3 separate regions of the Ovis aries genome follow, and regions 2 and 3 are each linked to region 1. The links are chromatin contacts, called in public Hi-C maps. All regions are on one chromosome and are shown on one strand. The core of a region is the stretch at or near the end of the contact, and the rest is flanking DNA. Distances in the headings are between cores, read along the strand shown. Region 1 holds the start of DOCK4 (dedicator of cytokinesis 4). Region 2 holds the start of LOC132659685. Region 3 overlaps DOCK4 (dedicator of cytokinesis 4).

The links. A called contact is a pair of places that touch in the nucleus more often than the background predicts.
Region 2: a contact with region 1 is called in a Hi-C map of hypothalamus, with 4 times the contacts expected there. The contact joins the promoter of LOC132659685 here to the promoter of DOCK4 in region 1. A contact is called at or near these places in 4 of 16 Hi-C or Micro-C datasets (blood, hypothalamus, liver and 1 more).
Region 3: a contact with region 1 is called in a Hi-C map of liver, with 2.2 times the contacts expected there. The contact joins the enhancer-like site here to the promoter of DOCK4 in region 1. A contact is called at or near these places in 2 of 16 Hi-C or Micro-C datasets (hypothalamus and liver).

The regions. Positions count from the first base shown.
Region 1 is chr4:57,732,888-57,736,524 of ARS-UI_Ramb_v3.0, reverse strand. DOCK4 (dedicator of cytokinesis 4) reads right to left here and starts at 1,581. Exons shown (of 54, transcript XM_060414757.1): 1 at 1,235-1,581. It overlaps ZNF277 (zinc finger protein 277), which reads left to right and starts at 1,808. Exons shown (of 12, transcript XM_004007882.5): 1 at 1,808-1,961. The coding sequence starts at 1,871.
Region 2 is chr4:57,492,130-57,495,766 of ARS-UI_Ramb_v3.0, reverse strand. It overlaps LOC132659685, which reads left to right and starts at 1,610. Exons shown (of 1, transcript XM_060414755.1): 1 at 1,610-1,962. The coding sequence starts at 1,637. The coding sequence ends at 1,795. It overlaps IFRD1 (interferon related developmental regulator 1), which reads left to right and starts at 1,610. Exons shown (of 12, transcript XM_027968611.2): 1 at 1,610-1,928. The coding sequence starts at 1,838.
Region 3 is chr4:57,871,378-57,875,014 of ARS-UI_Ramb_v3.0, reverse strand. All of the region lies in intron 2 of DOCK4 (dedicator of cytokinesis 4), which reads right to left. Among named protein-coding and RNA genes, the nearest start is that of DOCK4, 140 kb to the right of the region's middle. Within about 2 kb of position 1,899, at least 12 of the 54 cell types and tissues checked have an H3K27ac peak or open chromatin away from gene starts, as enhancers often do. A contact at or near this core is called in liver, where this site is marked.

The sequences.
Region 1 (3,637 bases), core at 332-2,831:
TATCATCTAAATCACTAGATCTACACCCAATTTTTTAAAAAGTAAACCAATAAGCAGGACAGGGCATTATAGGAAACTATATATTATGTTTCCTTAATACTATATTAAGTATTATATGATAACACTTTCTCTGTCAAACCTTCTCAGAGGTTATAATTGCATTTGGCTGCTTCAGGCTTGTCAGAGAGCCTTCCTTTTTAATAGTCGCAACCTAAAAGGAGTAACTGTCAAGGGGCGACCCAGCTGAAATCAAACAACAAAAACGGGAACTGTAATCCGCCTGAAATGGGAGGAGGGAAAGGAAGGGAGACTCCTGTATTCATCCGTCAATATTAATGTCCTTTGTTGTTCACCTTTACACAGAACAGCGAGCGCTACCCTGCTCCTTTTCCTCCTAACACCCGTATCAGGGTAATCTTTCCTAAAAGCTGTCTCGTTGCCTCGAAGACCCAAGCTTTCGGAGTCTCTCTCCCGATTAACACTCCACAGCTGTCCTCCAGCACCACCCCCACCATGAGCAGAGAGGGTGGTCAGAAGCAAAAACATTGCTGAAATACCCGTTTCCCTCCAAAGACCAAAGAGCAGAGCGGCGCAGATGTTGAAATTTACTAACCCCCGCCCCACCGCCTCTCCGAGCGCGCACACACACACCGGGTAACCCGGGATGGGAGGGAGGAGGAAGGCTCGGGCCGGACTGTCAGAGCGGCTCTTCTGAGGACGGTGCCACATTCCGCACTCCGGGAATGTGGAAGGCAAAGGGAAGGTTCTGCGCCTCCCTTCTGTTTTGGGGATGTTCTCTCTCCGCTACTGTTGTCTCCCTCTCCACCCTGGGAAGTCGTTGCAGCCCTTGCTTTCTTTAAGGTAAAGGAGAAGGAGGGAGAGGAAAGCCGTCCGTTCTCCTCTTCCAACTTGACACACACACACCCGGTAGCCACTCCAAACTCCGCAGGCAGAGCCCGCAGCAGCGGGCTGGCCGCGCGCTCCCCTCAGCCGTCCCGGCACTCCCTCCGGGAACCCATGCCGAGAGCTCCCATCCGGCGTTGAGGGGCGAGACCCCGAGGCGCAACCCTCTGCCAGGAGGTGGCTGAGCAAAGCCCCTAACCCGCAGCGCGATGCCAGAATTAGGCATTTGCAGCCGGGCTGAGCGAGAGGGGCACGGGGGCAAGGACGCGAAATTCGCACTCGGTCGGGCTAGGACCAGAGCAGAATAAAAGTTCGCCCCGCGAAGACTCACCCACGCCGTATTTCTCGTGCTCCGTAGGTATCCACATGGCTAAACAGGGGTCCGGGGTCTTCAGGCTTTGCAATCCCCGCGCCCCTTCTCCGGCTCACAACAATGCACAGCTTCCGAGTAGTGGCTGCAGCGCTGGAGCCCCGCGGCTCCGCGCGGGCTGCGGTCGCTGGGCAGGGTCTGCGCTGGAGGCTCCCGAGCCCAGCGTTGACACCGCGCGGCCGAGGCTGCGCCGCCCGCAGCTCTGCCGGCTGTGGCTGCTCAGAGTCCTCCGACGCGCTCCCGGGAACCCAGAGGCGCAGTCATTGTTCTGATTCACTGAACTAAGCGAACACGCCGGGGCACTCTCCGGCGCACCCCCGCCCGTCAGCGCCTCTTCTAGCCCTCCCTGCCGAGCGCCCCGCAGCACGCTGGGAACTGTAGTTCTACAACAGCTCCATCCCGGAAGGAGGTGGGGAGTTAGCGGCTAGGGGCGGGACTACGTCCCGCTCGCCACGTTCTATTGGTCCAGATCGTGACGGCGCGGAGTGGGCGTGGAGGAAAAGTCGCGTCAGTGGGGAATTCGTTTCCAATCGCGTTTCCATTGGTCCCGCGCTTGGTCTGCGGCCCTCTTTTTTTTTTTTCCCCCTCAGCCGAGTAATGGCTGCTCCCAAGACCCTGGGGGCTGCTACCCAAGGGGAGGAGGACAGTGATGGCAACCGTGGTGGAGCCAGAGGTGTCAGTTATGAGGGTGAGTACGGTGCCTCTGAGGTGCAAATGGTTTTTTGTCTTCGTTTCTCTCCAACCTGGAATACAGCTGACTGCTGGACGGACCTTAGCGCTAAGGCCACTTGAGCGCGAAGGGGCCACGGGTGGAGCCCCGCGGGACAGGAGGGGGTGGGAGAAGGCTACTTGCTGGAGACTGTCTAGGAGGGAAGAGAAAATGGGATGAAATGGCCTTATCCGCAGCCAGGGAAGTTCCCTGGGTTCTGTCCTACGTTTGGAGCTCCCACCTTTACTTTCGCTGCCGAGTGGGCGTGGGTCAAGGTTTGCGCGTGTGTGAGTGTAACTCTGGAATTAGCTGTCCTCTTTCCTCGCCAGTAGTCTACCCTCGCCTCGGTTTGCTTGGTTTGGCCTCGAGAGATAGGTTTTATTTGGGTTCGAGCGGATTTCCATTTGCAAACTGGTTGGTCACTCTACAGATTTTTCTCAGTTGTTGGCTGGAGCAGCCTCTGAAGGGAAAGTCTGTATGACTCTCACAGCTTCTTCCCCTGTCAACTGCCCCGGGCGTTCTCCAGGATTGAATGTAGAGAGCCTGGGAGATCTTCCCAAACTCTGGGTCCTTAGAGCAATAGGAAAGGAAATGGTAATTCTTGTCATGGCTTCACAGAAAGTCATCACAGCTACTTTGGCTTTGCTTCACTTTCAGGTTGTCTTCTGACCCAGTATAGAGAGCAAAAATAAAACTTTGAAAGCTGCAGAGGAGGTTATCTTTAGAATCCCTAGCCCCTTTCTTTTGTTGTTGTTCTATCCATCTATCATCTATCCATTTATCAATGAGTCCTATCCGACTCTTTGCATCCCCATGGACTGCAGCACTCCGGGCTTCCCTGTCTTTCACTGTTTCCCTGAGTTTGCTCAAACACATGTCCATTGAGTCATTGATGCCATCCAATCATCTCATACTCTGTTGCCCCCTTCTTCTCATGCCCTCGGCCTTTCCCAGCATTAGGGGCTTTTCCAGTGGGTCAACTCTTTGCATCAGGTGGCCAAAGTATTGGAACTTCAGCATCAGTCCTTCCAATGAATATTTTAGGTTGATTTCTTTTAGGATTGACTGGTTTGATCTCCTTGCAGTCCAAGGGACTCTCAAGGGTCTTCTCCAGTACCTCTGTTTGAAAGTATCAATTCTTTGACCCTCCGCCTTCTTTATGGTCCAACTCTCACATCCATACATGACTACTGGAAAAACCACAGACAGACCTTTTTCAGTAAAGTGATGTCTCTGCTTTTTAATACACTGTCTAGTTTGTCATAGTTGTATCCTTATAGTCTGTGTATCACCAACCTTACTCCCTTCTTTTTTGGGCTGATACATAAGTTAACACAGCTAGTTGTCTTTTTCCTTTTGATTTCTGTTTTGTTTGGCCACACCATGCAGCTTGCAGGGGGCTTGCAGGGGCTTAGTTCCTTGACCAGGGACCCAGTCTAGGTCTCCTGCAGTGGAAACTCTGCCCTCTTCAGAGTCTTATCCACTGGACTGCCAGGGAAGTCTGTTGATGTTTTTTCTGTTAGGTCAGTTTATTTCTCTTCCTAGTTTCTTGTCTTGTTACACCAAAAACTTAGAGTGATAGATGAAAGGGTACAGAATAACAGACAAGTTACAGTTCAGTTTGGCTCAAGCAGACTGATCTTTTTTTACACAGA
Region 2 (3,637 bases), core at 361-2,860, 240 kb after region 1:
ATGGGAACCAAAAATGTTTTTGAGGAACTACTAAACCATGTGAATTAGTAAACTAGGGGCGATATCAATAAATCTGGCAACATTATCATAGATAATATAGCATAATTATAGCATAATGCCAATGAAATGACTATCGAGATCCTTTCAAATACCCAGGCACCAACTGAGGTCATGTGTGATTGGAGAAGAGCTTATGAATTCAGGAGTTTTATGGAGAAACTGATTGATTTAGGGAAAGCAGGTTTCAATTTGGGCATATTGGAGGATAGCAGTAACTGTGAAGACATGAAAGGAAGACAGGGAGAGGGAAACGGAGTATTTGAGAAGCTGGATTGAGTGCATATGGAACATTCAGGTGGAAATGTGCTACACGCCATTCAAAAGAAAATAAGAGAAGTAGCTCAGGAGAGAGGTGGAGGTGGGGGTTAGTCACCTACACTGAAGTGAGTCAGCAAGTTCGGTCTGTCATAAGCGTAATATATGAACTCAATAACAGGTTCTAAATATGTAACACATGTAACAAGGAAGACAGATCTTAGACTCACCTTGGAAAATAACACACACAAAAACCGCTGAGATTATTGGTATTTATAGCTCATGTTTGTTTTACCAGCTGTTAAAGTCCCCAAACCCAATACTTATCCCAGACTGACCTCCTAACTGGCAGGAAGAATTGTCAAAGGACACATTCTTTCATAGAAATCTAAGTCGCCAGATCTTTCTAGTCTAGAATAGGAGAAATACAAGAACTACACGACTAAGTAGATTGTCAATGTGCCTTGTGCTCGGTGGTGTCCGACTCTTTGTGATCCCATGGGCTGTAACCTGCCAAGGTCCTCTCTCGATCGGATTTTCCAGGCAAGCATACTGGAGTTGGTCACCATTTCTTTCTCCAGGGGATCTTCCCCACCTAGGGATCAAACCCAAGTTTCTGTCTTCTGCGTTGCAGGCAGATTCCTTACCCGCTGAGCCATCTGGGAAGCCCCAGCAGATTAAGGCACATCTTTTTGAAGGTGAAGGGAGGCACATAGCCCTGAACCACAATTCTGTTATAGATACTGATGATCGCTAAACTAATTCAACTACTAAAACCACAGAAACGTTCCCAAAGAGGGGATTCTGTGCCAGGGCAGAGGCCGCAAGCAAGGGAAAGGTTAAAGGGAAGAACGCGAGTCTCTGGAGTCAGACCAGTGACGCGGATTGCGTAGCTCCCACTTGGAAGATGGTTGTCGTCATGTGGCATACCCGCAGCATTGCTCACCGCCGGCGGCCGCCTCCGTCAATTCCAATGCTGGGCCGCCAGCAGGCAGTGCAAGGGTCACGAGAAAGGAAGCATGTGCGCAGAAAAGCCAGTTGGGAGGAGCTGGGAGGCGGCTCCACGGGGCCGACTACATATCCCATAATTCAGCACACAACGAAGACCGGCTCCCCGGGCGCCTCTGGAAGACTTGCAGCATGGGATCTGTGGTGAGCATCGTTCGCCCGCCCGAAGTCGGCCTTTGGTGGGGAGATATATGGCGATTGGCTAGTGAGAGTTCGAGTTCCGCCCACGGATGGTGACGACAGGCGGCGGTCCTACTACTTAAGGCGTCGTGGCCTCGCCTGCCCCGCCTTAGCTCCCGCGCTAGAGAGAAACATGTATCGTTTCCGATCACAGCTCTTCACGGGGATTTCTGCTGCCGCCATCGCCCACTCTTACCCGCGCCGCTTCTCGCCTCTGTTGTTAGCCGAAGACTCGCCTCTCAGCCGCCCGTCGCACAGACGCACGAGTAAAAAGTGCAGCTCCATCGGCTGATCCTCGCTAAGCTAGAGTTTAGGCGGCACCGGGCGTCCCACGATGCCGAAGAATAAGAAGCGGAACACTCCCCACCGCGGTGGCAGTGGTGGCGGCGGCTCAGGGGCAGCTGCAGCGACGGCGGCGACAGCAGGTAAGAAAGTATCCCCGCCGCCGGCATCCCAGATACCGGCCGGGTTGGCGAGTCCCTTAGCCTTGGGCACCCTGGGAGTTGTAGTTCTATTCCTCTAGACGTATGCGTTGGCGGGGCGCCTGGCGTGGCCGGCGGACTACGCTTCCCAGCGTGCCCTGGGAGCCGAACCTCGCGCGATTTGGATCTGGCGTGCGAACCGAACTCTTGGGCACCGGCCGCGGGGCAGGGAGAGGGGTAGATGGGTTCTTGCGCTTGAGAGTGGGTCGGGGTTGGGGGTGACTGGGAGCTGGGCGGGCGAGGAAGTGTTTTCAGAGACTGGTACTGGCGCTCTAGAGCTCTCTTTGATAGAGGGTGGTGCCGAGCTCGGAGTTCTGTCCATGCTGTCACTGGTCGCCTTTGACCACTCGGCTCCAACATGGAGTTCTCGGGAATGCCAAACGTCCGGCGGGTTTGGACCGGCTTTTGCGTCACGCGGCCTGGGCCTTGCGCGGTGGGGCCGGGGTGACGAAGAGGCGCCCATGTGGCATCCCATTCGGCTGCCTTTCTGTGCATCCCGCGTGTGCACCTGGCCCGGCCGAGGCGCCAGAGGCTGGAGTCCACTGTCCCAGCGTAGACTCTGCTCCTACCTCTATCTGGCACCCGCACAAATCCCGAGCCCCCAGCTCTCGGGCGACCCGTCGAAGCCAGCTCCTACTCCCGTGGGCAGAAACTGCGTGCTCCTTTGTGCTGTATTTTGTAGGTTCTCCGCTGGGAGCCCGGAATAGGCGAGAGTGGTGAGGAGCTCAGATTGCAGTTAGCCAAAAGTTTAGTTAGTTTTTTTTTTGGATTCCTCTTTGTAAAGTCGAAACTTTTCCTGGAATTAATGATTTTTTAGTCCTAACTATACAGCTAAGAAAAAATGACTTCAAGCAGAAACTCCAACGAGACACACCATACTGAAAGCTAGTGTTAACCCTGTTAAAGTCATCTCACTTAATAATTGCTTTATTGAAACTTTGAAATTAAATATTAAAATAACCTCAGATGTTATTACATCGACTCTATTAGCCATATGTATTTGTGAATACAGTTGCCACTTTAACCCTCAGAATGATATGCCTTTGTTCTTTAGCAAATAAATAGGTCAGTCTTTAAAGAATTGGAAACTGATATTTAAAAAGCAAGACGAAAACTTGCTCTCGTGTATTAAATATTTAATAATTGACAGTAGAAATGAATTATAGGTGCAGTCCCCCCATTTTTATATCTTTTTTTTGACTGAATGTTTGCTTTCGGTGCTCATGAAGTTCATTCTTGATCAAAATATAAAATACATCTAGTTGCTCTGTGTGAATTGATACCTCTTTACCTTTCTGCTTCGTCTTCTCCTCGTCAGAGGTAAACATTTAAATTCTGTCTAGAAAGTCCGTATTAATTTTAATTCTTCAAGTTTACCTTTTGTTGAAACAGACACAGAGATGGAGCAAGCTAAAGTCATTTTGAAAATGGTAATGGCCTCCTTGGTTCGCTAAGGAACATTTATTCCCTTCTGAAGCTTCCTGTCCAGCCTCCTTCCTTCCTGGTACTTAGAGAATAATCTCAGAAGGCAGTTGGGGGTTGCCTTTCAAATTTTACTTGGAAATTCTCATTTGTGACTTTTCAGCAGCAGGAAAACAATTCTTTGATAGTTTATAAAACTATACATGCTTTGACTATCTTTGGACGTTTAC
Region 3 (3,637 bases), core at 650-3,149, 140 kb before region 1:
GCCAGCCTTTCTCCACAACCTCCTATCCCCCTTCACTTCTGCTGCGTGATACAATCATAAAAATGAAAAGCATTTTAACCAACGGGATGCTTAAGATCTCTTTATGTCTTATCTTCTACTTGACGCTCTTTATATCTCACTTGCACCCTCCCAAAGATGAACAGACAATGAATACAGACTCTGCTCGTGTTCTACAATTTTGCCAGGGTAGGACTGGGAGACTTACATTACCATGTGAGCATATCTTGATTTGTTTGTTTTGGCCACACCACATGGCCTGCGGGATCTTAGTTCCCTGACCAGGGATCAAACCTGGGTCCCGGCAGTGAAAGTGCTGAATCCTAACCACTGGACTGCCATGGAATTCCCACTGAAAGCAGAAAAGAGGATTATGGAGAAGGACACTGGTGGGCATCCAAACTCTTGTTCTTTCCTGTTTTTTTCCAAAGAGGAAGGGGCTGTCTTTGACAGTTCCCCATACTGTGAATCCTCCCTTGAGAACAGAAGGTGTAGCCATGAGAACAGGCTCTATCATTCACACGTGAGATTTGATTCAGCAGTGAACTATGTGAGAAAAGAGCCAGGCCCAGGACACCCTCAGTGCTGGCACAGGTGATGGCAGAGGTATGAGGACAGGAGTCACCTGTGTGGCAGCTTCATGGGTCACGGCAGAGGTGGTGTGGTTCGGAGGCTGGCGGCAATGGCAGCCCGCTTGTCAGGCTAGTCCCGTGGGGTGGTTCTAGGAAATGTTCATGGAAATATAGCCTGGAGCGTGTTTCTGCATCTTTTCAGAGAGTCTGTAAGCCAGCTAATATCCCATAACAAATCCCATTTAAACCAGCTGGGGCGGATTCTATTATCTGCATCAGAGAACTCTAGCAGATGCAGAACTCTGTGCAAATGAAAGGTTTTGAAGCTGCAAAATATCCCGGTAAGTGGAGCAAAAATTTCATAAGCCAGTTCCACACCACTTACCACAGCTCCATCGACACGAGAGGTTTTAAGGACACTAAGCCAGTCTCTCTTTTGCTTATGGTTCTTTCAATCCAAAAAAGTATACAGCTTTCTCTCTTGGTGAGAAAACAGGTGTTCTGTCTTGTTAGACAGCTCCTATTATGATGGGGGACTGTCAGTTACAAGAAGGCAGCCCGTATGGGCTGAACTGTCACAAAATAGAGCTTCTGGCCAAAGATTCAAAAAAAAAAAAAGAAAGAAAATTAAAAGGTCATGGCACTCCCACGTGATAAAACTTCAGGTGTCCAGCTTCTGTTTGAGGACAGAACAAACATAAACAGTGGCCATTCACATCTGACACTGAAAGCAAATGGCCCAAAAGGTCAACTCTGGTTGTTTCCAGACAGCAAGTTCATTGGCGATTTCATACCCTTTCTTTTTATCTCTCTTTTAAAAAATGCTACACAATGAATACTATTACATTTATAATCAGGGAAACCAATCATATTAGTTAAGAAATAATCCTATTCCTAGAATCGAACTGGAAAGTACCATGACTCCAAGTAAACAAAACACACTGGCAGTCCAATGTCAAGGGCCCGCCGAGGAAGGCCATGGAGACAGTGCATCCGACTCGCTGAAGGGCTGGCCAGAGCAATGCCAGGCATCCTAAGAGGGGTAGGGGCCAGGAGTGTGGGTGTGAGTTAGCTGGGGAGGTGTTCCCAGAGGAGGTTCAACTTCAGCTAAGTTATAAAGAATGGAAAATATACTGAGCAAAAAAAGTAAGTCTCGTACATGCTCACGGAGTGATAACTGGAGGCTAAAAAAAAAAAGAAGAAAGAAAGAAAAAGTGTGCAAATGACATGGTAAAGCACTGGGCCTGCTGCCTGCTGCAAAGAGGCATTCATTTCTTGCAGGAAACAGGCAGGGACCGGTTTCCTGCCAGCCCTCCTAGAGCTGATAGCTTTGACTGGCCTCTAGCACCTACACGGAAGAGGAAACTCCCCAGAGCAGCAGAGAGGTACAAAACATGCCTTCAAAGGCCGCCCTTTGAAATCCCCAGGAACTCTGACATCCTTGTCATGTGACTGCCACAGAGAGCCACAGCAGACACCTATCAGATGAAGTCTGGCTGTCTGCTGGCAGGAACAGCTTCTTTATTTACATCTTTTGTGGAAGATAACTGAATGACTTTGCAGGGGTGACCACATTCCATCTCAGCCTATTACTCACTGTGCTTAGAGTGTTCATCTCGAAGCAGGTATGTAATTATATAGAGAGTCAAGAAAATTATACATGGCCACACAATAGGGAAAGGGAAAATGGATTGAAGGAAAATATAATAAACTCCAGATCGCTTTGTTCCTGCATAGTAAGTGGTTCCTATTTGTTTCATTGCTACTGGGAGTGCTACTAAGAAGACCAGGCTGTTGTGTTCACAACCTAGCATTACCAGTTAGTAACAGACGTGTAACTTTGCTCCAAACAAGCCCTCGAGGTCAGTTTCTTCAACTATAAAATAGAAAGAATGTCTTATATCCCTCATCAGTTCACTGAAATGATCAAATGATTCTAAAGGATCCTGTAATGGCTCTGAAGGTTCTATTTTTCTAGACTGTTCAGGGTCAGAAGAGGTAAATAAATACAGTGATTTAGAGCACTGGCTTTGGGTGTGAATTCCAGCTCCATCCCTCTGGGTATGTGAATGTGGACAAGTTGTTAACCTCTCTCTAAGCCTCAGTTTCCTCATCTGTAAGACAGAGGTAATAATATCTATCCCATAGGTTTATTATGAAATTAAAAAAAATAACACACATAAAGTGTTTAGCACAGTTCCAGACACATTACAAATACAAATTATTATAAATAATGGTAACTTCTGTCTTGAGCAAGGATCAGCCTATTATGTAACCTAAAGAAAAGCATGCCATCCCATACTGAAACCTTCAGGAATCTCCCCACTGGCTGGAGGGAGTCTTACCTTTCTAGAGACAGAGGTGGTATCCTATTCACTTCTACATCCCTAGGCATTTCCCACAGGGCCCTGCATTTGGCGGGTGTCCACACTTGTGTTCAATTAATGGTCCCAAATCCTTCTTGTGGATTCAGAGACACTCTGATAAGAAGTAGGATCTCTGTCTCTCTGGATTACCCCCAAGTGGTTCACCACGGAATCACTTCTTTAACGAGGTACCATGAAAGGACCCAAGTGAAACAGTTCAAAACAACAAAAAAGAGCAATATTAATGAATGATCTCATTAGGATGATTTCCCAACTTTCATCTCTCATCCTTCCATGTTAACAAAATGAGCCTCCTTCAGAGTAGTAATAAATGTGCCTGCCACTTAAAAAGCACTGTGAGAGCCTTGAATTAACACTGACTGGCTATTCTGAGCACCCAAATGATCACCTGTTGCCTGACATGAGTACTGCCAGACAGTGAATTAAACAGTAAACAATAACCTTAGGTCACCGGGTAGATGCAGGCTCAATGCTTTTCTTCTAAGACTCAATGCTTTTCTTCTGAGAAGAATGAGTTAACTTTGGCCCTGTAGGCTAAATATACTTATAACTCTCACACCTTTGCTCTTCTCATTTGGCAGTCATATGATCGCCTATTAATGACAGTCACAATTCTTGCTTTCAAGGGACTTCAGCCCAATGAGGGAAGCAGCATGGGAT